Regions from separate parts of the Oryctolagus cuniculus genome. Here all the other regions are linked to region 2. The links are chromatin contacts, called in public Hi-C and Micro-C maps. All regions are on one chromosome and are shown on one strand. Each heading gives the region's core, a stretch centred on a gene start, on an enhancer-like site or on the middle of the called end of the contact. The rest is flanking DNA. Distances are from core to core; before and after follow the strand shown. Region 1 has its middle 150 kb from the start of RHOU. Region 2 holds the start of RHOU (ras homolog family member U). Region 3 overlaps LOC103345811 (2-iminobutanoate/2-iminopropanoate deaminase).

Region 1 (2,749 bases), core at 76-2,575, 150 kb before region 2:
TGCCTTACTATATATAATGAAATGCTTGAGGGAGGCTAACTTTGTGAAGAAAAGAAATTTATTTTGACAAATAGTTCTGGAGATTCACAGTCCAAGACTGGATGGGCCCCATTCGTTCAGCCTCTAGTGGTATTTTCTTGCTAGCAGAGCTAGGGTGGCTCTGACATAATAAGAGTCGGGGATCACGCATATCTCTACATGGGGTCTCCTTTCCTCTCCTTATAAAGCTGTCACGATTCAGTCATGAGGGTTGTACCCTAGCAACCTAATTCAGTCCAACCACTTCCCAAAGGCTGAACCTTTAAACACCATAGCTGAATTAAGTGTCTATCTTCCTAGTGCTGTTAACATAAGACTTTGAGGGCTAAACTCTTGCAACTGGGGAGCCAAATATTCACAGCATGATGTTAACAAAAAGGGTTGTCTGTCTCCATGGACACCAGTGTCCAGACCCCAATACCACCCCCTCTAAAGATAATTCTATCTTGACCAGGTATTCCTAGTTCAGTGTGGCATAGTTTAAAATATGGGGATGAATTTCCCTTAAATATCATAGAAGATACATACTGGGGTTGGTGAAGATTTCTGATGTGGGAAGATTGGAAAGCTGGGAAAATCTCCTTGACATTCTTTTACTAATAGTTATACTTATTAATGGGACACAGTGTGATGTTTCAATATGCATATACAATGGGCACTGATCAAATCAGGGTCATCAACATTTCCTCCTCTTTGCCAATACTGGGGCCTTGGCGTTCCTCTCTTCTCTTTGCTCATAATACAAGGTTATTGTGAACCACAGTCACCCCACTGTGTTTTGTGACCCCAGGAACTTATTTCTTCAAACTGATCCATTATCCAATCTCCCTCTATCCCTTCCTACTCCTCCATTTATCATTGCTATTCTGCTTAAAGGCATCAATTCACCAAGATTACCTCGGGGCTCCTGTCATCCTATTCATTGCAGGGTGAATATGGCAATCAGCTTTGTACTCCAATTAATCAGTGTTGAGTTGCATAGGAAATGATACATCTTTGCTGCTATAATCAGAGAAGGATTTGCCTAGGCTTTACATGGTTCACAGAATCACCAGGATAGCCAAGGAAGCCGACTCAAAGCTAAGTTTCTAGGAATGACACCCAAAACCACATTCCGAAACTGGTTGCCAAGGTCACCACAGCTCCTGCTACCCTGGGGAGGCTGCCTGCTGGGAGGATTGCAGGCTCCAGGGCTCCAGATGATAGCCAGCTGGCTCTGAGAAGCCAGCCCACTGTTCCTGCAGCTGCTCACTGTAGAGCCAAGATCTCTCCGTGACATCTGGCACCTCCAGAGCTGGAGGCCTCCAGCCCTGCCTCGTCTCTCTCTTAGCTCCATTTGGAAGTCAACCTTTTAGGGGTTGACAAAAGCTGACCACATCTGAAGCCTTGGTCTTCTCTGGGTCTGGGAAAGGAAGGGTTGACTTTTTCAGGTTCCAGGTTAAGGAAAGGAAAGCACTGAGGAAACAACCACTGATGTCCACTATCATTGGGGAATGGTGGGGAAGATTTAGTACCCAAAGCCCCAGTGTACCCATGGAGCCCACCCACTCTGAGAATTGCTAGGACAGAGCCTGCAACAGGACTCCAAACTGCACACTTCCTCCTCCTCTTTTCCTTCTACATCTTTCCCTTTTAACAAAATTTCCTGTACTTATAGTGGCTCGGTGTTTGGATTGGCTTTTGTGTTAGCTGCACTAGTTCGCTTAGTCTGGCTTTGTGACTACCTCCAATGAACTCTGTCCATATTTGGCATGTAGAGAGTTTTTTTTCCTGCAAGGGAAAAAAATCAGCATAGAGTCCATGGCATCGCTCCAGATAAAACTGCACAGCAGAACAATGGCCACTGGCAGAGTGTTCTGGTTGACTCACGAGGACTGGGACTAAATGACCAGTGGAGTGGTGCCAGCTGAGGCTCCCTTGTAGCAATGGCTGCCTGTGGTATGTGAAAAAAGAGACCAGGAAAAGCCCAGCTGTGGGCACCTTGCCATATACTGCTAGCTTCATGCCAGGACTAGGGTGCAGGGATTTCTGGTTTTCAGAAGCAATCCTTTTTTTGCTCGCTTTTTCCAAGAGCCCCTTTGGGTTGAGAATTATCCCTAAGACACAGGATGCCTCCATAAGTTAAGGTTTGGGCCTATTTGCTACATTGCAAAAGGGTTCCCAAATCCCTCACCAACTGGTTGGTTCCAGTGAGAGAGGACATATCAGCATCCATGGCCAAGTCTAATGGACTTTTTACTTCTACATCCTAAACAGCTAAATCTTCAGCATCCAACCCAGATCAAAGATAGCTGATAATAGATAGATGATGGGTGATCGATAGATAATGGCTAAATAAATGATAGCTAGATAAAAGAGTTGGGTAGATAAATCAGCAAGTAGGAACACAGACATACACACAGAGGTGTAGTTTCTAGAATAGCACTCATTCCAGAACTCAAACAATCTCACTCATGCTCAACCCCAAGCCTCTCCCCTTCTTCTTGGGCTCCTTCTAGGTTCTAGGAGACATCGGCAGTTGCCTTCCATGGCCACCACCTATTAGGGTCTGTCTTCTGAAGTTGAAGAATCTCCATGGCACCTAATGACATAACCTTCTCTTGCGGTCTCACTGCCACAGCTGCCCCTGTATCCTGTGCAGAGAGAAGAGGATACCTCTGCTCCTGACTCTTATGCTTTCTCATCTGAGCTCCAAAGATACGTACACAGG
Region 2 (3,025 bases), core at 197-2,696:
AAAGCGGTGCTCAGTTCGGGCTCTTTCTACAACAACTTCCCAACAGTTTAGAAATGTTTATCCGAGTAGGCTGGGGGAGGGGGAGGAAGAAGAGACAGGGCCCACTAGTGTGGTGCCCTTTTATCTAGGGTATCTTGAAGAAGGGAGGCACCAGGACCTGCCCATCAGGAACTTGGGGTGGGTGAACGGGGGTATATTTTTAAGACAGTGCCCCCCCCCACTGGCTTCTGTCATTTTTAACTTTTTTTTTTTTTTTTTTTTTTTTAGAATTCAAGAAGATCTGAAAAACCAACATCAAGGGGATGGTTTAGCGTTCAATCACCCACACCAAACGACGGGGCAGCCCGTACCCAGGGGTCTTCAGTAGCTTGAAGAGAGCTCCTGAAGTTACCAGCCAGCTGGAACAGCCAACCGGCTGGGAAGAGAAAGGCTGTTCACGCCCCAGGGTTAGCGCAAATCTCAGCCGCCTCCAGGGCCACCAGGGCGGCCCTTTAAAGCCTGGAGATGCGGCCCCCCCGCGTGCAGCTGAGCCCCCAGCGAGGGACGCAGCCCCAGGTAAAAAGGCAGAGGCACCTGTGCGTCACCTTGCCCAAGACATGGGACAGTGGCGTCAGCAACGTCGACCTGACGCAACTCCTCTGCGTGGCAGACTAGCACCTGAACTCCACCTGTTCCACTCGGTCCGTCCCCGGGTTACTGAACTGAGCGATCTCTTCAGGCACCGACTCCGACTCCCTGCCCCGCCTGCCTGCGCCTCCCCAAGCCCCGGTTTCGGGGCTCCTCGTCCCTCCGCGGCCAACTCCAGCTGGCTCGGAGTCCCCAGCCTGCGCCCCGCACTTGCGGGCTCCCCCCTCCCACGCTCCCCCCGCCCCCGCCCGCCCCGCGCGCCGTGGCTCACCCGAGAAGTTGTCGAAGGCGGTGGGGATGTACTCGGTGGGGTAGCCGTTGGTGGTGTAGCTCACCACCAAGCTGGTCTTGCCCACCGCGCCGTCGCCGACCAGCACGCACTTGACGCCGCGCCCCTCCGCGCCGCCCGCGCGCCCCCGGCCCCCCGGCGCCCCGGGCCCGCGCGCCCCTCGTCCTCCGCGCTCCCGGCGAGGCGGCACGGGCGGCGCCTCGCAGCGGCCGGAGAACGCGGGGTCCCCCTGCTGCGGGGGCATCGGTCCTCGCGCGCAGACCTGCAGGCGCGGGCGATCAGGGCCCGGCCCGACCGCCCCTCCGCCCCGGAGGGTGGAGGGAGGGAGGGTGGAGCTGTCACCGACAGCGGCGGGAGCGCGTTCCTGCTCCGGCCGCGCGGCTCGCGCGGACAAAGGCGGCGGGAGGGTCGCCGCTCCGCGCTCCCGGGGGCGCCAGCTGGCTCTGCCCCGCGTGCTGGGAGGACTGCGGCCCGAGCGCCGTGCTGCCCGATCGTTCTGCCTCCGCCCGGCTTCCCGGCGACACGACGCGTTGGGGGGCGGGCGGCAGGGGAGGGGAAAGAGGCGGGTCCGGCGGGGCCCCTCCGTCCCCGCGCCGAGGCCACAGCGCCGCCAGCCTGCGCTCCGCGTCCTTGCACCCGCGTTGCTGGGCGGCTCCGCGGCGGATCCCGAGCGTTCGCTCGGTGGGAGCCGCGAGCACCCGCCCCCCGGGGGGCGCAGCGCCCGCAGCACCCGGGCCGGCGTGGGCAGCTTGTTCCCAAGCTCCCGGGGACTGGGGCCTTGGCCTTGCCTGGCCGAGACGGTTCCGAAACCTGAGTTTCTTCCACGCCCTCACTCCCCTGTTCCGTGCTGCTGGGAGTTTTCTTTTCAAATCATTTATTCTCATCTAGGAGCACAAGGACGCCGGCCCTGTTGTTCCTGCTATTTAGATTTTTCCCCGCTTTGGGTCTGTCACGCGCCTTCCTGCGGTTATGGCCCAAGGTGTTTCTTTATGGCTCCCATTGCTTAAATGTTATTTGGCGACGTGAGTGTTACCTGAAAATACAGTCCGTTTATCCTTGCCTCTTTCTTCTGTTTTCTTCCCACCTGCAGGCCCATTTAAAGAATAGAGCCATCTCTTCTGGGCCTGCTCCTTGGGGTTTATACTGTGGTGTGTGAAGAGACATATACCAGCAACACGAGTACTATCCTACTAATAGCTATCAGATATGGAGTCGCTCTATGAACCAGCACTCTGCATTTGTTAATTCCTTTTATCTTTTTAAAAAAAATTTTTTTTGACAGGCAGAGTGGACAGTGAGAGAGAGAGAGAGAGAGAGAGAGAGAGAGAGACAGGTCTTCCTTTTTCTGTTGGTTCACACCCCCCCCCCCCCCCCCCGGCCACGTGGCTGCTGCAGTGGGAGCATTGTGGCTGGCGCACTGCGCCAATCAGAAGCCAGGAGCCAGGTGCTTCCTCCTGGTCTCCCATGCCGGTGCAGGGCCCAAGCACTTGGACCATCCTTCACTGCCCTCCTGGGCCACAGCAGAGAGCTGTACTGGAAGAGGAGCAACCAGGACAGAACCGGAACCCCAACCGGGACTAGAATCTGGGGTGCTGGCGCCGCAGGAGGAGGATTAGCCTAGTGAGCCCCGGCGCTGGCCAATTCCTTTTATCTTAACATGACTTGTGCCCATTTCACAGATGAGAAAACCTGAGCTTGTAAGTAATGTAAGTAATGTGTTTTGAGTGCCATAAGCTTACGAGCACCAGGGCCAGAGTAGAAACTCAGAGTCCAGCTCTATTTCAAGAGCTCCTAACCCATGTCCTAAAGGTGAAAAGAAGCCCTTGTGCTCAGCTCAGACTTGGAAGTATGGCCGTGGTCAGAATGCAGAGAAGGGTTAATCAAGAGGCCAGAAGCTTGGACCGAGGACCCCTCACTTGAAAAGGGTGCCTTCTAAGGCCCTAGGCGACTAGGCTATGAGCACACGCTGTATCTATGTTAACTATTACCACTTAACTGCACCTTTTTTTTTTCTTTATCTTCTCCCCATACTGAGCCTCTTTAAAGCAGCCATGAACGTTCTGGGGAGCAAGCCAACCAAAGTGAAGTTGGGGGAACCATTTCTTTTGG
Region 3 (2,717 bases), core at 180-2,679, 220 kb before region 2:
GCCTACTTTCTGCTTCTGCTTGCTTTGTGTGTTTGTGATAGAACTACCAAGTGGAGAGTGAGTCCTGCGACGCCCCTCAACAATAATCAGACTGTCTAGTGTGCTGTGGTTTTCACGTCTTCTTTTTTGCAAGAGGCAGTGGGCTTCAAAGGTTTGGTCTAATAGGTAGGGGAAGGGTGGAAATGATGAGCACTCAGAAGCCTTCGGCAAATGGGAAGTTCTTTGAGCCCAGCAAGAAAAGTGGTGTGGTAGAATTTGTTTAGAAGAGAACTTAGGCATTTTGGTGATTTGGTAATTATTCTGTTTACAGTAGCAGGTGTTTATTTGGAAGTTTAGCATTAGCATGAGATAAGGATAAATTATTTTTCAATGATTCTTTATTAGATTTATTTATTTATTTGAAAGGCAGAATCAAAGAGAGAGGGAGGGAGAGACAGAGAGGGAGAGACGGAGAGAGAGAAAGAGGGAGAGAGAGAATTGTCCACCTGCTGATCACTCCCCAAATGGCTTTAACAGCCAGGGCGGGGCAAGCTGAAGCCAGGAGCCTGGAACTCTATTGGGGTCTCCCATGCAGCTGGCAGGGGCCCAAGCTGACCTCCGCTGCTATTACAGACTCATTAGTAGGGAGTTGGGTTGGAAGCAGAGCGGCCAGGACTCTGATGGGCACTGTGATATGGGATGCGGGAGTCCAGGACTCTGATGGGCACTGTGATAGGGGATGCGGGAGTCCAGGACTCTGATGGGCACTGTGATAGGGGATGCGGGAGTCCCTGGCAGCTGCTACCCACTGTGCCACAATGGTAGCCCCAATCCTTGCTTTCCTAAGTTCTGTGAGTTTTTTAGCTGAGGGAGCGTCACAGAGAGAGGACGCTGCTCTGCGGATTAGCTGATGGGGGGGGGGGGGAGGTTGGAGGCTCCAGGGCTGCGTGAGCTGGGGAGAGGTCTGGATCGGGTGGGGGGTACAGGCTGCAGGGCAGACGGGTCCATGGGCCTTGGGAGCCCTTGATGCCAGCTCAGAGTGCCATGGAAACAAACTAGGCAGGAGGACGGTGTCATCCCGGCCCTGAAAGTCTCCCATAAATCAGTGAACATAGAGCCCCAGACATCGGCCTTCCAGCAGGTCTCTGGAAGTCCTTCCGGCTCTGCCGCGACAAGCAGGAGGGAGTGATTCCTTGAAGGGTGGGATATCACCAGGTACGCTGTCCACCCCTCCCGCACAGATCCCAGCAGGTGGGTTTTCAGTGGAGCCACAGAATCCATGCGCCACAGTGGAGCTCAGGTGCTGATCATCCGGGGAAAGACTGGACTGACAGCGGTGGTGATGAAAGGGGCTTTTGAATGAAACGAACCCTGTGATGTTGGATAAACACAACACAGCTCTGTGTGAATGGTGGACAAGCGTAGTTTGTTCTTCCTTCTACCCTTTGTGCTTTGTTCACAGAATGTCCCTGGCACTTCAGTGCTCCAGTCTGCTGCCAGTTTAACTCTGCTCTTGTGTAATACCAGGGCGGGGGTGGGGTGGGGGTGGGGCATTGCCAGCCGGTCACCTGCAGGTGATGTGTGAGGGCTGTGGTCCTGCCAGGACCCTAGGACATGGTCTGTTCCGAGGTTGAAACTTGCTCCCCCAGCCCCTCTTACCTCCACGTCATCAAATCCTCCCTGTAGTTGGAGTGGAGACTTCTATGTTTAATGCTCTCTAAAAGTAAGGAACCCCCACTATTGGCACCAGGTGCTACTGGGTTATTTCTCTTGAATCTCTTACATTCCCTGCAACAGCAGGCTTTAGGACCAAGAGCCACAGCCAGGTCAGCTGTAGTTAAGGTTGCCTCTCAATGCACTTACTTCTGTTATGCAAATGGCAACCTTACTACGATGGAATAGGTGGAAAACAGGATCTGAGAAGTGATTCAGATGTTTCTGTAACCTGGGCTAATTTGCATTGTGGCCTGCCCCAAATTGGGTCTTCGCTTGTGTCCCTCTCTCTGTGGCAACCTGGTACAGGGGAAAATGTGCCACTTTTGGGAGGGAAGTTGGTTGGGCTTAGTCTTCATTATGGGCAGAGGCAAATGACCTTAACTTGACCGCCTTGTTCATTGATTTGTTTTGGTTACCAGGGGAATAAGAATAAAGAGAAAGCAACAGACCAGAGTGCCTTATCACTCCTGGGAAACATGATCGGTTTCACCCAGGCAGGAGGCAGTACTACTTGTGACTTAAGTAACAGAATCTCTCTCCCACCTGGTCTTTGCTTACCATGTCAGTTCCTGCTCCACTAATTGCTAGCTCTGCAAGGTTGGGCAGGTCACTTTACATCTCTGTGCTCCATTTTCCACAGTTGATCCAGTATTATCTGGTAGGATGGCTGCAGAGTGTATGGGGGGGCCGGCACTGTGATGTAGCAGGTAAAGCAGCTGCCTGCGGTACCAGCATCCCATATGGACACTGGTTTGAGTCCTGGCTGCTCCACTTCTGATCCAGATCTCTACTTGTGGCCTGGGAAAGCAGTGGAAAATGGCCCAAGTCCTTGGGCCCCTGCACCTTTGTGGGAAACCTGGAAGAAGCTCCTGGCTCCTGGCTTCGGATCAGCGCAGCTCCAGCCATTACAGCCATTTGGGGAGTGAACCAGCAGATGGAAGACTTTCTCTACCTCTGCCTCTCAAATAAATAAATAAATCTTTTTTAAAAAAATATATGGAATAATTTTATTGGCACATGGT

Evidence for each region. A called contact is a pair of places that touch in the nucleus more often than the background predicts.
Region 1: a contact with region 2 is called in a Hi-C map of skin fibroblasts, with 5 times the contacts expected there. The contact joins the enhancer-like site here to the promoter of RHOU in region 2. A contact is called at or near these places in 5 of 6 Hi-C or Micro-C datasets (ear pinna, liver, psoas muscle and 2 more).
Region 3: a Micro-C map of ear pinna shows a contact between it and region 2, with 15 times the contacts expected there. The contact joins the enhancer-like site here to the promoter of RHOU in region 2. A contact is called at or near these places in 3 of 6 Hi-C or Micro-C datasets (ear pinna, psoas muscle and an unstated tissue).

What each region holds. Positions count from the first base shown.
Region 1 is chr13:90,455,201-90,457,949 of mOryCun1.1, forward strand. No RefSeq gene overlaps it. Among named protein-coding and RNA genes, the nearest start is that of RHOU, 150 kb to the right of the region's middle. Within about 2 kb of position 1,326, at least 2 of the 8 cell types and tissues checked have an H3K27ac peak or open chromatin away from gene starts, as enhancers often do.
Region 2 is chr13:90,605,955-90,608,979 of mOryCun1.1, forward strand. It overlaps RHOU (ras homolog family member U), which reads right to left and starts at 1,447. Exons shown (of 3, transcript XM_008251049.3): 1 at 899-1,447. The coding sequence starts at 1,160.
Region 3 is chr13:90,390,607-90,393,323 of mOryCun1.1, forward strand. LOC103345811 (2-iminobutanoate/2-iminopropanoate deaminase) reads left to right here. Exons shown (of 4, transcript XR_011381659.1): 4 at 1-883. Among named protein-coding and RNA genes, the nearest start is that of NUP133, 110 kb to the left of the region's middle. Within about 2 kb of position 1,430, at least 1 of the 8 cell types and tissues checked has an H3K27ac peak or open chromatin away from gene starts, as enhancers often do.